2 separate regions of the Gossypium hirsutum genome follow, and region 1 is linked to region 2. The links are chromatin contacts, called in public Hi-C maps. All regions are on one chromosome and are shown on one strand. The core of a region is the stretch at or near the end of the contact, and the rest is flanking DNA. Distances in the headings are between cores, read along the strand shown.

Region 1 (6,399 bases), core at 1,361-3,860, 170 kb after region 2:
TCATGACAACTTCCTAAGAAATCAACTGGGAATCTTCAATCTTCACAGAAATATGTTTCAAAGTTGACTTCAATGGTGTTTTTCAAGTTGTTTTCTTGAGTATTCTCTGGCGGCTCCCTCCTATCTTTTTATTTTTGTCATATATATGTCTTAGAATGCTCGAAAAACCTAAAAATCACAACTTTCTGCTGTTCACTACACAATCTCGTTAAATTGACACTGCCGTGTGGTTTGGCCGTGTGAAAAGGTGTAGCCCGTGTGACTCCTTCAACTTGTTCCGACGCTCTGGTTTTTGCTCGTTTTTTGCTCCTTTTGCTCCCAAATGTTATATTAAGCACTAAAACATGAATTTAAAGGATTAGGAGTATAAAATTCACAATTAACATCAGATAATCACCCAAAAATGCGTTAAGAATGAGGTTAAAACATGTTGCTTTTAGCACTTATCACCTCTCTCCTAGTAAAATTAGGGGACTAGTTTTTCTATCAGATAAGTATTATATGTATTTTACTAATTCAACTAGGATTTTTCTATTTCTCCCTATAAATAGATAACACCGGTAAGGCTATATACACAAGTCATATACAACTTTGAGATATTGTTATTTTGCCTGAAAGTGAGAAATTATTTCTAAGTAAAAATTTTATTTTTCGAGAATAATAATTCTGTTGGTTTTTATAGAGAGAGATTAACTTTCTTACTGAAAGGAAGAAAATTATTTATGATTCTATGTTTGGTTCGTGATTGTTTGAGCCCACACTTGAAGCGATTCATGGTACAAGAATAGCGGAGAAGACCATTCGGTTGAAAGCCGAAAATGGAAAGGATCTGTCTAGCACAAAGCACTTGTACTTTTCAGGAAAAGCTTATTGTTACAAATACCACAAACCAGCTTGATTTTTAAAATTTTAGTTTTTTGCTGTGACACAAAACCATTTATTAAATCGGATTTTTCCAACAATCGGTATCAAAGCCAGGTTGTGCTATGTTTGTAGTATAAATTGATACCAAAATTTTCTCTCATCTTCATGTTTGGTTAATTTTTTATAAGATGTGACATTCTTATAATTATTAGCATGTTTTGCGTTACATTTATGAATGAATGTTTTATATTATTTTATTATTTATATGATAAAATAATTTTGCCAAAATTGTGATTCCTATAAATTAAAGTGGTTGTAATTATTATTTTAATAATTTTTGGGATATGTAATTAGATCGTGGACTATCATCTCCATGTAGGTTTTATTTAATTTTTAGAATAATTCACGTGAGTCGAAAATGAACATAAGTCTTATGTAACCAATTTTTTTGGCAAAACTCGGAGAACCAGGATGCATCCAAGATTGATTAAGACGACACAAACCCAACCCAACCAACTGGCAAAAGACTGACGGTGGTCGTTGACGGCGATGGCCTTACAGTAGTTGGTGATGGCTGACGGTGGTTGGTGGTGACCCGACCACAGTTCGATGGTGCCCGATAGTGGCCAGAGGCAACTCAATGATAGTCCATAGTGGTCAGCGGCGGTCTGAAGATGACAACGACGTCAACTGTGGCGGCAGCGAAAGTTCGTGGTGGTGACAGTAGATCCCTTCGATGGTTTATGTTGTAATATGTTATGTAATTTAGAACACATAAAAAAATTAAATCTATAATAATATATAAACGATAATGTAAACATTAAAAAAATTAAGTTGACTAGGTATAGAATTTCAATAAATGAGAAAATATATAAATTTATTAAACTTGAATTATAAGTAATATAAATATTTGTCAAAAATTTAATATGATATGAGCGGGTTAAAATCGGCTTAGATTAACCATTTACAAGTATGGGCAAGTTTAGGTAAAATTTTAAACTCATATTTTAGGTCGAACTAGACTTGAATAAATATAAAGTGTGTTAATGTTATACTTAAACTCGACTTAAACCTAATCTAGCTTTGCTCATGAATACCTCTAATTATGAGGGTTTCTTTTCCAAAATTACTGTTGATTTGAATACAAATTCGTGCTAAGCTCATTGCATATCAAATTACTTTGTGTTAGACTCTTTTTGAATTCGAGTCATTACAAATTATGTGAGCTCATTCAGATTGTCGATTCTTTTTATGGTTAAATTGGATTTGATTGAACTGAAGTTCAATTGGATCGGATTGAAATTTGAAGTTGGAGGCTAGAGTGGAGGTGTCTAATATCTATCAACTATATAAAAGGAAGGTCCAAAGATGACATGTCGGATGCTTTTCTTTTCCCTTCTTTTCTTTTTTACATTTTAGAAATATTGTTAACTTTTATTCTTAATTCTTCTATTATGTTTAGTTTTGAGATTTAATCTCTATGCTTTAATTTCTAACATAATTGGGTATTTATATTCTTATAATGTTATTAATTAGTCCAAATAGTTAATATTGTAAACTTTTTGATTAAAATATTACATAGTTATACACAATTTAAATGCCTTGAGAACTTTTCGAGACTAACATGTGGCTTTTTTCTTTTAAGTTTGTGCTGCTTTTTTTTTCTTTTTTCTTTATTTTACTTTTTACATTATAAGACAGATGATCAAATTTCAAATTTGGCCTTTAGGTTGAAATTTGAGATGTAATCAATATATTTTAGTTTTGACATAATTTGATCAATCTTCTTTTATAATATCATTAGTAAATCTAAATAGTTAATATTTTTAATTATTGATATAAAAAAATTATTTTATCATGACAAGTTTGAATGAGTATTTTTTTTAAACCTTAATTAATATTTTCAACTTTATTTCTATTATTATATAACTACCAAATAAACTATTTTAATTTCAAAAACTTATACCAAAAGATTTAATAAATTTTTTTAATGATGATAATAATTAGATGCAAATTTTTAAAATTTTAAATTTGAAAAATTAAATATTTTAACTTTTAAATATAGAAAATATTTAGGTACGTAGAGAATAGTTTAACATTCAAATTTTTTCTCTATTTAACAAATAATACGTATAAGGCGGTTGGCGGTTGGTTAATGGTAGCTGCTTCATGTAGACATATAACGTGGCAACATTTCTACAATCGGAAGAAAAAAATATAGAAAAAGTTTCGTAACCTGGTCCCAATCACAAGCTTCGTTCAAAGACGCATTTTCACAAACAAGTTGTGAGCACGACTCAAATCTTAGGTAGGTGCTCGACTTCTTTCGCTTTCCTTTGTACCGTTCGCTCAATGAGGAATGTCTTCGCTACTCTCAACCGTCATCGCCGTCTCACATTGCTCTCCACTGGTATCATTCTTCCTTTCTATTAGTCTTTCCTTTTCCGTCCCCGCTTATTATTCTATCAACATTAATATCAATTGTTCTTTGATTTCCTATTGCTGCACTGTGCTTAATTTTCTTCGATGCTAGTATTATCCTGATAATTTAAGTTTTAGGATTGTGAAGCACTTTTATAGCACCGAGTTGGGCATTTCTGGAACTTCCCGGAAGTAATATTTTGTTGGTCATATTTGTTTTACCTTCGGTTGTTCATTTAGTAATGTTCTTACGACCTTGAGTATATGTGGATGTTACTTTTTATATTAGTTGATTACTTATACTGCTTGCAGCTGTAAACCATAATAGACATGTTGGAACTATGCTGCGTTATTCTGTTTCTCCGGAAGTTCAGATGGATACCAGGCATCGATTATACTTGTTGCAACAACATCTGTAAGTGCATTCATATTTACCACTAAATTTTGCTGCTTGGAATTGGGTTATGTAATAAATTGGTCTGGTGAATGTGGAGTGTCTCTAACATTTGTTTTTTTTACCTTTTTTGTGCAGGTTTTCAACAGGTTTTGCCAGTGTGCACGGTGAGAGGCCTTCTGCAGAGTATGCTAAGCTGAGGAAAGAATCATTGGAAAGTGAATTTGGGCATACTGTTGGGACGCACAGCTCAACAAGTGTTTCTGCTGTATACCGATTTGGCCCATTTCTGGCTTTGTATAGAGCAGCTATCATTTCATTTCATGTATTGAAGTTGACCATTTGGCAATTCTTTTTTCGAGACATAAAAGAGCGTGCTGTGAAGGTATTATATGAATTTTATTCTTAAACATGTTCTGTTTAATAACTTGAATTGGTTCTATTATTCTTGCATGCTATATTCATCCAATATGAGAGCAGAGTAAAACATCGAAACCTTAGCATAATCTGGCTGACTTTGTACTAGAAGTTTGCTTGCTTTCGTGTTGCAATTTCATGTTATTTGGCCAATGGTTTTGCTGAAACTATCATAATTTCCTATTTCCTCTTTTTTTTTTCTTTTTTTTTGGTTACAACAAGCTTATTGTATTTTTTACATTCTTTCAGTTTCGTGAGATGTTAATCCGCTTGGGTCCTTTCTATGTTAAGGTAAGTTCCTTTATCTTTGCTTTATCGTACTCTTTATTTATTCCGAACTGTTCCATTAAGTTTCTTATTGGGCTTTGTTTATTCTAGTTTCCCTTTACCAGAGTTTTACAGAAAGTTAAATTCTATTATTAGTCCCTGTACTTTGTGAAAGTTCTGGATTTAGTCCCTATACTTTAATATGGTCATTTTCAATCCTTTTCAAATTTTAAAATTTAACTCATCACCAAACGGTAACTGTTAAATTCATTAAGTTCTACTATTTCCAAAATTTGATGCATCAAACATGGTATCATATGTGAATGTCATATCAGCTTGTTATTTCCACATATTATGCATTAAAAATTCAGTTAATGGTTAACGATTGTCATTTGCATCAAGGCTAAAATTTCAAAATTCGAAAACTATAGAATTTGATCCAATTGGAGAATATGGACTAAATCTACTATTATATGCATAGTACTGGACTATTAATTAAATTTAACCAAACAGTTTGAACTGCTATTGATTGGGTCAGGACTAAATTTTCAAAATTCAAAAAGTACATGGACTAAAATTGACCAATTCAAAAAGTGCAAGGACTATAATTAATCAAATTAAAGTACAGGGACTAAATCCACAACTTTTGCAAAGTACAAGGACTAATAGCAGAATTTAATCATTACAAAATTTTGCAAACTTTACTGTTCTGTTCTGCTTTTCGTTTAATTGGAACCAATGTGTGGAGATCTATTATGGGTCTGAAATTCAAGTATTGATGTTAACTTTTGATAAGGAGTTTGAAGACTTGATGGTTGCTCATTGACGTAGGCTATAGACATGCAAGCTTATATTTGTTTTATTGTTTGCTTTTGTATCAAACAAACCTTTTGCGTTTAATTTCTAGAGATAAAAGCAAGTAGAAAAATAAAATAAAATAAAATGTCTTAACCCATTTATTTCTCTTAATCCTCCTGGACAAAACTTATAACTTTGGTCTACTTTTATTTGGGTATGCAGCTTGGACAGGCTTTGAGCACAAGAGCAGATATATTGCCACCTGTCTATTGCCAAGAGCTTGCTAAGTTACAGGTATACAGCCCCTTTCCTCAACCATACGTATACAGCTATGGGTTAAATTGTTGAGATTTATGAATTATTCATGTTTATCTTTGTCCATTTGTTTTCTTTCTGATTTGCACCTTTTCTATTAATGCCAGGATCAAATTCCCCCATTCCCGACTCGTATTGCAAAAAAATCTATTGAAATGGAATTGGGTATTCCAATTTCTGAAATTTTTGCTGATATTAGCCCAGAGCCTATTGCAGCAGCATCTTTAGGACAAGTGTATAAAGGTCAGACCACCATTTCTGTGAAAGGAAAACAATATATAATTCCTTTTTTGCTCCTTTCTGTATCATTGTCTCATGTTACAGACATTCCAACTTTTGATATATTATCTGTTGAAGATCTATATTTATGAGAATATATGAAGCTAAATGTTTGCTTTCATGGCTTTAAGTATTGCAGCTCGCCTTCATTCTGGAGAACTTGTAGCTGTTAAAGTACAGAGGCCTGGTATGTCACTAATGTTGACCCTTGATGCATTGTTATTCCATATGATTGGTGGCCAAATAAAGCGATTTGCAAAAGCTCGCAAAGATCTTTTAGTAGCTGTGAATGAAATGGTGAGTCTTCCTCGAGTGTTTAGATATCCAATCATGTTATATACTCGTCTATTATCAGTTATTATGCATGCATTGTAAATAGTATACTCAGATTTTGATCTTTGCAACAGTATGTGCATTTCTACCATCATCTTTTCATTGATGAGATTGTACATGCTTATGGACCTCTTCAGGTCTCTCTTCAATGAACAGGTAAGGCACATGTTTGATGAAATCGATTATGTACTGGAGGCTAGAAATGCTGAACGGTTTGCCTCTCTTTATGGTGGCTGGCCTGGTAAGTGTTTTATAATTGCTTATGACATATTAACTAATTTAAAGGTTAACAACTATATGGGACTTATTCA
Region 2 (6,886 bases), core at 196-2,695:
ATGCTTAGTGGAAAAAACAATAGCGGTTTTGGTTGGGACGAGCATAGGCAGCTTGTTATTGCTGAATATGCTGTGTGGAATTCATATATAAATGTAAGAATTATTTCAAGTCTTTATTATCTTATTTTGACCAAACTTATATCTAATATGGATTCGTCATTCTTTATAGAGTCATTAAGAAGCCGGTCAATTCAAACATCGTAGTTTCCCTTATTATGACAAATTTACTGCCATCTACGCAAAAGATCGAGCCACTGGGAAAGATGCTCAAACAGGCGCTGATATTATTGAAGAAATAGATATTGAGGATGTAGCTACTACAAATACTCATGAAGAAAGAAATGATTTCCATGGATGCGAAGCTAATGTTTCTTTGGATGACATGGATCTTTCAGCTACACAACTGCAACAACCTAGAAACCAAGGTGATTCCACATTTTCAAAGAAGAGAAAAAAGATTTTTAATGCAAGTTATCATATTTCTTCTACTTCATTTACTGATGCTGCCACTTTATTGGCGAAAAACATATGAACCATTGGCCTTGAAATCAGTAGGAGTTTTGCCTCCGAAGTGCTAATTCAACAAAAGTAAAAAATGACCATTCAAGAAAGTGCTCTAAAATTATATCCAACGTTAAGTGAAGTAGAAGGTTTAACTGAGGATGAGCGCTATCGCAAGTTGAGCAAAATTCCAGACCATCCAACGCAAATGTTCATTTTCTTTAGTTTACCTTCTTCTGTGTGATTGGAATGGGTCAAAAGATTTCTTGCTGACCATTAAAAATCATGGTTGTGTTGATGGTATTTCGGTAACTTTTTGTGTTTGTAATATTTGGATGGTATAATGACATGATAGAATGTCATTAAAATGTTGTAACTTTTTGATGTTGTAAAATTTAACATATGGATTATGATATATAAGCTAATGAAATCATGTAACTTTTTGTTAATATATGAATATTATGTTTGGATGTGAAATATAATTCTCAAGCTATTTATAACTTCTAATATTTTGTTTTTTATTGTAGAATAATTAAATTATTTGTTCCACTAATGATATTTTAGCAAATTAAATATGTATTGCAGTTTAAAAATAATAAAGTAGGTTATATATTATTTTTATAATATTATATATTATGATTTTTTTAATTCATATAATAATTATATTAAGAATATTGTTAAATTATATATTATTTTATTAAATTGTATTTAATAATTATGTTAAAATATGATTAAATTATTTATTATTATTTTTAATAAAATATATTTAACAATAATTTTATTAAAATTTAATAAGAATAACAGATCTACCTAAAAAAATTTTGTTAAGGGTACTTTGGTCATTTAAGACAGTTTACTTATATTATTACAATATTTATTGTATTCAACCAAACACAACAATATTATTAGAGTTTTATTCCATTTTATTTAACCAAATAATTGAATTATTGGTTAGGGGTTTATTTCATTGCAACTCTAATATATTATTGCTATATTCAATTAGAACCGTACTCCGTTATAGCGATCCAATCGTAACCTTACACCTTGAATGTTCGGATATAGATGGGTATCGGATCCATGAAGAGCTCTAATATATTTTAGTGAAAGGAAATTAATCAGAAGCAAAAGGACAATGGAGAAGGGAAAAGGAGTAATGGGTGCCGGCCGAAGATGGGCCGTCGATTTCTCTGATAATTCCACCGCTCCTTCATCGCGTGACATCCCCGATCCCCCCGGCTTCACTCGTGCTTCCGTCGATCAGGTTCCCCTTTTTGCCTTTTCTCATCTCAAATGAACAACTCGCTTTCAATTTTGTTATTATGATAGGGTTTCAACTTCACCTTTGTATTTTTGACAGGACGATTCGGCTGTGAGTCGCCAAAAGAAGGATGCTGAAGCCAATTGGAAAGCTCAGGTACTTTTTTTCTCTCTCTGTAGTTTACTTAGTATCGAAGAACAGTAAGGAGATGCTTAATTAACGATTTGAGTTGGTTTCGTTTTGCATCTTAAAGATTTGAAGTATTCAACTGTTAGGGATTTAAGTGTTTGTGATGAAAACTTATGGATCAATTCAACTGCAAAACTGTAGTCACAAACCATCATTAAGTAAATTTAATGGATCTATAGGATTGAGTTCCAGCATCTGAGAAAATGTTTACAACATTTGTCTGGTGCCACTTCTATTTAGAAATTACGTACTAAGGTCTGTATTGTGGCAAAGCAGCAGCCACTGGCTATTTAATGATGCATGGATTGTCGAGGTTCTTAGTTTACTATAACTATGACCTTAAATCAATTGTAAGTTCAGTAGGTGTTTCATAGTACATTGAGTTGGTGTTTAAAAGAAAAAGGTAAAGGGGAAGCAGAGATTTCTTTTCTTGTTGCATGGTTGAGGTCTAGTGATTGATTGATTCAGTAGATGGACGTAGTATTTGATGGCAACATTGAACTATATCAATGAAGTTTTTTACTGGTCTAGGTGGTCATTTAGGTAAGAGTTCCTTTTTTGCAATTAGGTTTTCAAGGTAAAAGCAGAGGCACAATATGGAAAAATATAACTGATTTAAGATTATATTTCTATTACTTTTGAACAGAAAGCATGGGAAGTTGCACAAGCACCTTTCAAGAATTTGCTAATGATGGGCTTCATGATGTGGATGGCTGGCAGTACAGTGCATCTCTTCAGCATTGGTATCACTTTTTCAGCACTTTGGCAACCTATTAGTGCTCTTCAAGGGGTTGGGAAGGGTAAGCTAAGCTATGATTTTTATTTTTCTCTTATGCTGTATTGTTAGTTAGGGATGTCTTTACCCTTTGTTCTTTATTACTTGTTCTACCTTGTACTCATAAAAGTAGTGAAACAGTCATAAGAGGAAAGATTAAGAGGGGCAAGTTATCCTATCCAAGAATGAAATGTTAAACCCTTATAACCGCGAGGTTACTAATGATTGCCACTTAAGTATTCTGAAGAAACCTATCCAGTTTACTGCTATATCTCTCCTTTTTATCGGTAGACATAGTAGCTGATTTCCCTCTTGTAAAGTGTATACAATACACAAGCAACCTCCAGCCCACCAAGTGCCACGAAAGGCTAGATTTTCTGTTCTTCAGATGTTATGGTTGTGCAATTTCTATTTCTAGTTTGATTCATCCAAATTTCATTTTGATTTTGCAGTTTTTGAACCGTATAAAGACAATAAAGTAGATCTTCTTGGACCTAAGTTGCTTTTCATTGCTCTTAATTTGGGTGGTTTAGCACTTGGTGTTTGGAAGGTGAGCTGCATTTACCTTTGCATCTTCTTAGTGGAATTTTCAAAACCTGTGTTTTCTAACCCTTTGCATTTTCTTACTTTGTTTCTTATGTTTTGGCAGCTTAATACATTGGGACTCCTTCCTACACATGCATCCGACTGGGTGTCATCCTTGTCCCCAGCTCAGGTTTATCCCTTCTTCCTTTTTGCTTCTTGCAAACTTAATTTTCAGATCTTGTTCCAAGAACTTGGCAAAATCCAGCAATTAAATTTTTAACTGAAAATTTAAAGGGAGGAGGCAGGATTAGTGAAAGCTACGTCACATCAAAAGTAACGGCTGATGATGTTTGATATTTTCTGGGAATATTTTGTCGTGGATTTGATTTAAAGTGGGGAGGGAGTTACTTGCTAATGGCTATTTAAAATCTATTTGAATTGTCTCAACAAATTTATTCATACTTGTTAAACATATTTGGCTGTCATTGTTATCAAATGGTTAGACTTAGAGTAACTAATGCTCTGCCTTTGTCTATGGTGTTATATGGAGCCTTCTACTAACTCTAGCTTTAAATTGATCAAATTTGCAGGAGGTTGAATATTCAGGTGGGGGTATTCCTCTGTAATATCGTCTTCGTGCGTCTGATTCTCAGACAAATTTCTGGTGCCAGTGAGGGGAAGTTGCAAAGATAGGTAGAAAGAATTTGGATGTTTATACCTATGTCTTTTGGAGATGTAGAAGAGGAAGACCACTATAGATTTTCATTCCCCCCGCCCCCCCTTCCCTCTTAAAATTTGATGAACCATGTTAGCTGCAATGTTGCATGGCATGATTAAGAGATGTAGAGGTTTGTTGTATTTTTATATAAACTTGCTAAAATCTTAAACTATGCTAAAAAAATTGATGCTATGTAATAAAGAGAATATTTAATACATGTGCTAAAATAATTAGACATAAAATAAAGAATAATTAGTACAATTTTAAACTTAAATATGAAATCAGAAAGATGAGTAAAATTTTTTTCAAAATAAATTAAAATATTTTTTGTGTTAAAAATAAGTTATGGTAGTGATTAATTATTGCTAATTAAAATTAATTTATTGCTATCTTTTTGACTAAACTATGGTGAAAAAATAATTCTTAAAAGCACAAGTGTTTCTATAGTTGGGATGATGTAGGGATTCAAGTCTTCGCAAATTCAACGCTTTCACATTTTGGTTTAGCCGGGAAGGATTGGAGACGGAAATCTTGAACGTATTCTGCCACGGTTTCACACCGAGTAGAAATAGACAAATACTTCAAATCAAACTGTTTTTCTTTTTCGTCAGAACATGAGGAACTTATGTGGACTTGGAGGATTCTATGATGGAATGATATTATCAATGAAAAAGAAATGTAAGGTTTAAATTGGAATGTGAATCAAGGGTAACCGAATCAAATTTAACCGATTTAGATTGGTTCTAAATTTTTTTTTTATAAAGAGAAAATATTTCATATAATATTCCAAAGTTTTTGTTTTTGCTTATTTAAATAAAAATAAAATTCGACTTAGATAATCATAATTGAGAACTGAATTGAATTGAATATAATTAGGTAATTGTTAAAATTACACCGAATTAAATAGACTAAAAATCAAAATCTAATTGATGGTTTGAATAAATTTGTTCGTTTTTTCAATTATTTCCCGGTGATGGGAATGTGCCTGAACCACTTAAGCCTATAATTTGATATAAAGTTTGAAAGATAATGAGAATCAATATTTTTGTCTTTGCTTTGCATTTCATTAGCCAATCCAATGGCATGGAACCTATAAATTATCTAAATTGCAATTATTTGATTAGTGGTTTCAACTATATATCATGAATTCAACCTACGCTTCTACTTCTTCCTATCTCCAACTTTTAACTCAAAATAAAATATCATTTATAGAGTAATAAAAGTTTAAATTATAATTAACTTTAATGACATTTTTCTAAAACTCGATTAAATTAATTTATTTAATAATAGTTATACTAATTTAGTAAAGCTCTTGTAATAAAGAGATCTGTTAAATATTTTCAACTCTTTATGTATATGAAATAATATTTGGTATATTAATAAGAGTGGACAAATGTTTTATAAAAATATAATTAAATATTTTAAAATGTAAATATTAAAAAAACATATAACAAATTATTTTTTAATAACCACATCACAAATTTTTAAAATTACTTCTACAAAAAAGTACTGTAGATATATATATATATAAAGTTGAAGAATTACATGATAATGATGATGATAAATCGTGAACCCATCCACCTCTCGTTTTCTATGGCTGTGGTAGCTGTGAGAGAGATTTCAGCACTTACCCACCATCATCACCATCGCCACCACCATCCACTAAAACGATATTTGATTGGCTTAAAAGAAAAAAAGGGTTGATACTTAAAAGATCAAACTCAGTCTCTGCCAAAAGATTCTAATTTTGCTAATGCATTGCCCACTCTTACTTTATACTATGGCCTTTGAAGTAGGACAAGGATTAGCAGCCATTCTTCCAAACTAAATTGAGGACCCTACTCTTCCATGTCTTTCGTTTGCACATAAAATGACCTGCACAACCTTGAAGTAGGGTTAAGAAAAAGAATTAATCGCATTGTTTGGATGGTTTTTAGAATATAATTAAAAAATTACGATTAATTGAATTAAATAGAATTTTATTTTTATTTAATTTATAATTATAGATATTTTATATTGAAAATAATTCAAAAAATCTATATAAAAAATATGACATTAGAGAGAGTGATTATTTTTTATTTAATTCAAGAATGAATATTTAACAAACTTCTGGTTTGGTATTTACCAAAATCTATTGAATGAATCAAAAGATATATTTTCATTTGGATTCATTCAGATATCATTATTTTGAATTTTAAATTATTTTAATGGAAATATTTAGTATATTAATATAAAAAATTAAGATGTGTGTCTTTTTAAAAATATTTTATCATATTCATTTAAGACACTTATCAACTTCTAACTCTGTTTATTTGTGAAGTCTAAAAACTCAATTGATAATTTGAATTACATGTTTTTTTTTCAATCACAAACGAAGGAAGAGATCTTGACCCACGAAATATTTTTTTTTCTCTCTTCATAAAAATTAAAACATTCAATTTAAGTTTTTTAGTTTTTGATTTTTAACCCTTTTTGAAGAATTAATAATTTAATTTAATCGGTTTTAATTCCAAATTTTTATAAATTTATCTTGACTCTCTTAAACAAAATCTTAACCTGGCCTTAATCAATTCGGGATTTGGTTACTTGATTATTTCCTTGGGTTTAATTAACAAATAATTAAAGCATTGTGTTGTATATTAAGTGGAGTCAATTATTTGTTAGGTGCATGTTTGGGGAGTTGCCCTTTTCGATTAGCATTAATATAAATTTGGACCCATTCCTTAATTTTGGCAAGCTACAAAAAGCAGCTAAGCTTGAATTTTGATCAACCAAATCCCTTATAAATTTTAATTTTTGCCTCCTCCTAAATTTTGATTACTACAATGCATGCTATTTTTTTATTTTTTATTTTAACTTTATAATCACATTTAAAAATATTTAATTAAAATAAATTATTATAAAATAACACACTAATACC

What was found. A called contact is a pair of places that touch in the nucleus more often than the background predicts.
Region 1: a contact with region 2 is called in a Hi-C map of hypocotyl, with 3 times the contacts expected there. The contact joins the promoter of LOC107901647 here to the promoter of LOC107901650 in region 2. A contact is called at or near these places in 4 of 34 Hi-C or Micro-C datasets (hypocotyl, leaf and petal).

What each region holds. Positions count from the first base shown.
Region 1 is chrD06:25,710,707-25,717,105 of Gossypium_hirsutum_v2.1, forward strand. It overlaps LOC107901647, which reads left to right and starts at 2,611. Exons shown (of 14, transcript XM_016827722.2): 1 at 2,611-3,274; 2 at 3,598-3,700; 3 at 3,818-4,064; 4 at 4,346-4,387; 5 at 5,384-5,455; 6 at 5,584-5,719; 7 at 5,895-6,052; 8 at 6,245-6,329. The coding sequence starts at 3,217.
Region 2 is chrD06:25,545,916-25,552,801 of Gossypium_hirsutum_v2.1, forward strand. LOC107901650 (ER membrane protein complex subunit 4) reads left to right here and starts at 1,446. Exons shown (of 6, transcript XM_016827727.2): 1 at 1,446-1,762; 2 at 1,859-1,915; 3 at 2,595-2,748; 4 at 3,176-3,273; 5 at 3,373-3,438; 6 at 3,839-4,181. The coding sequence starts at 1,634. The coding sequence ends at 3,874.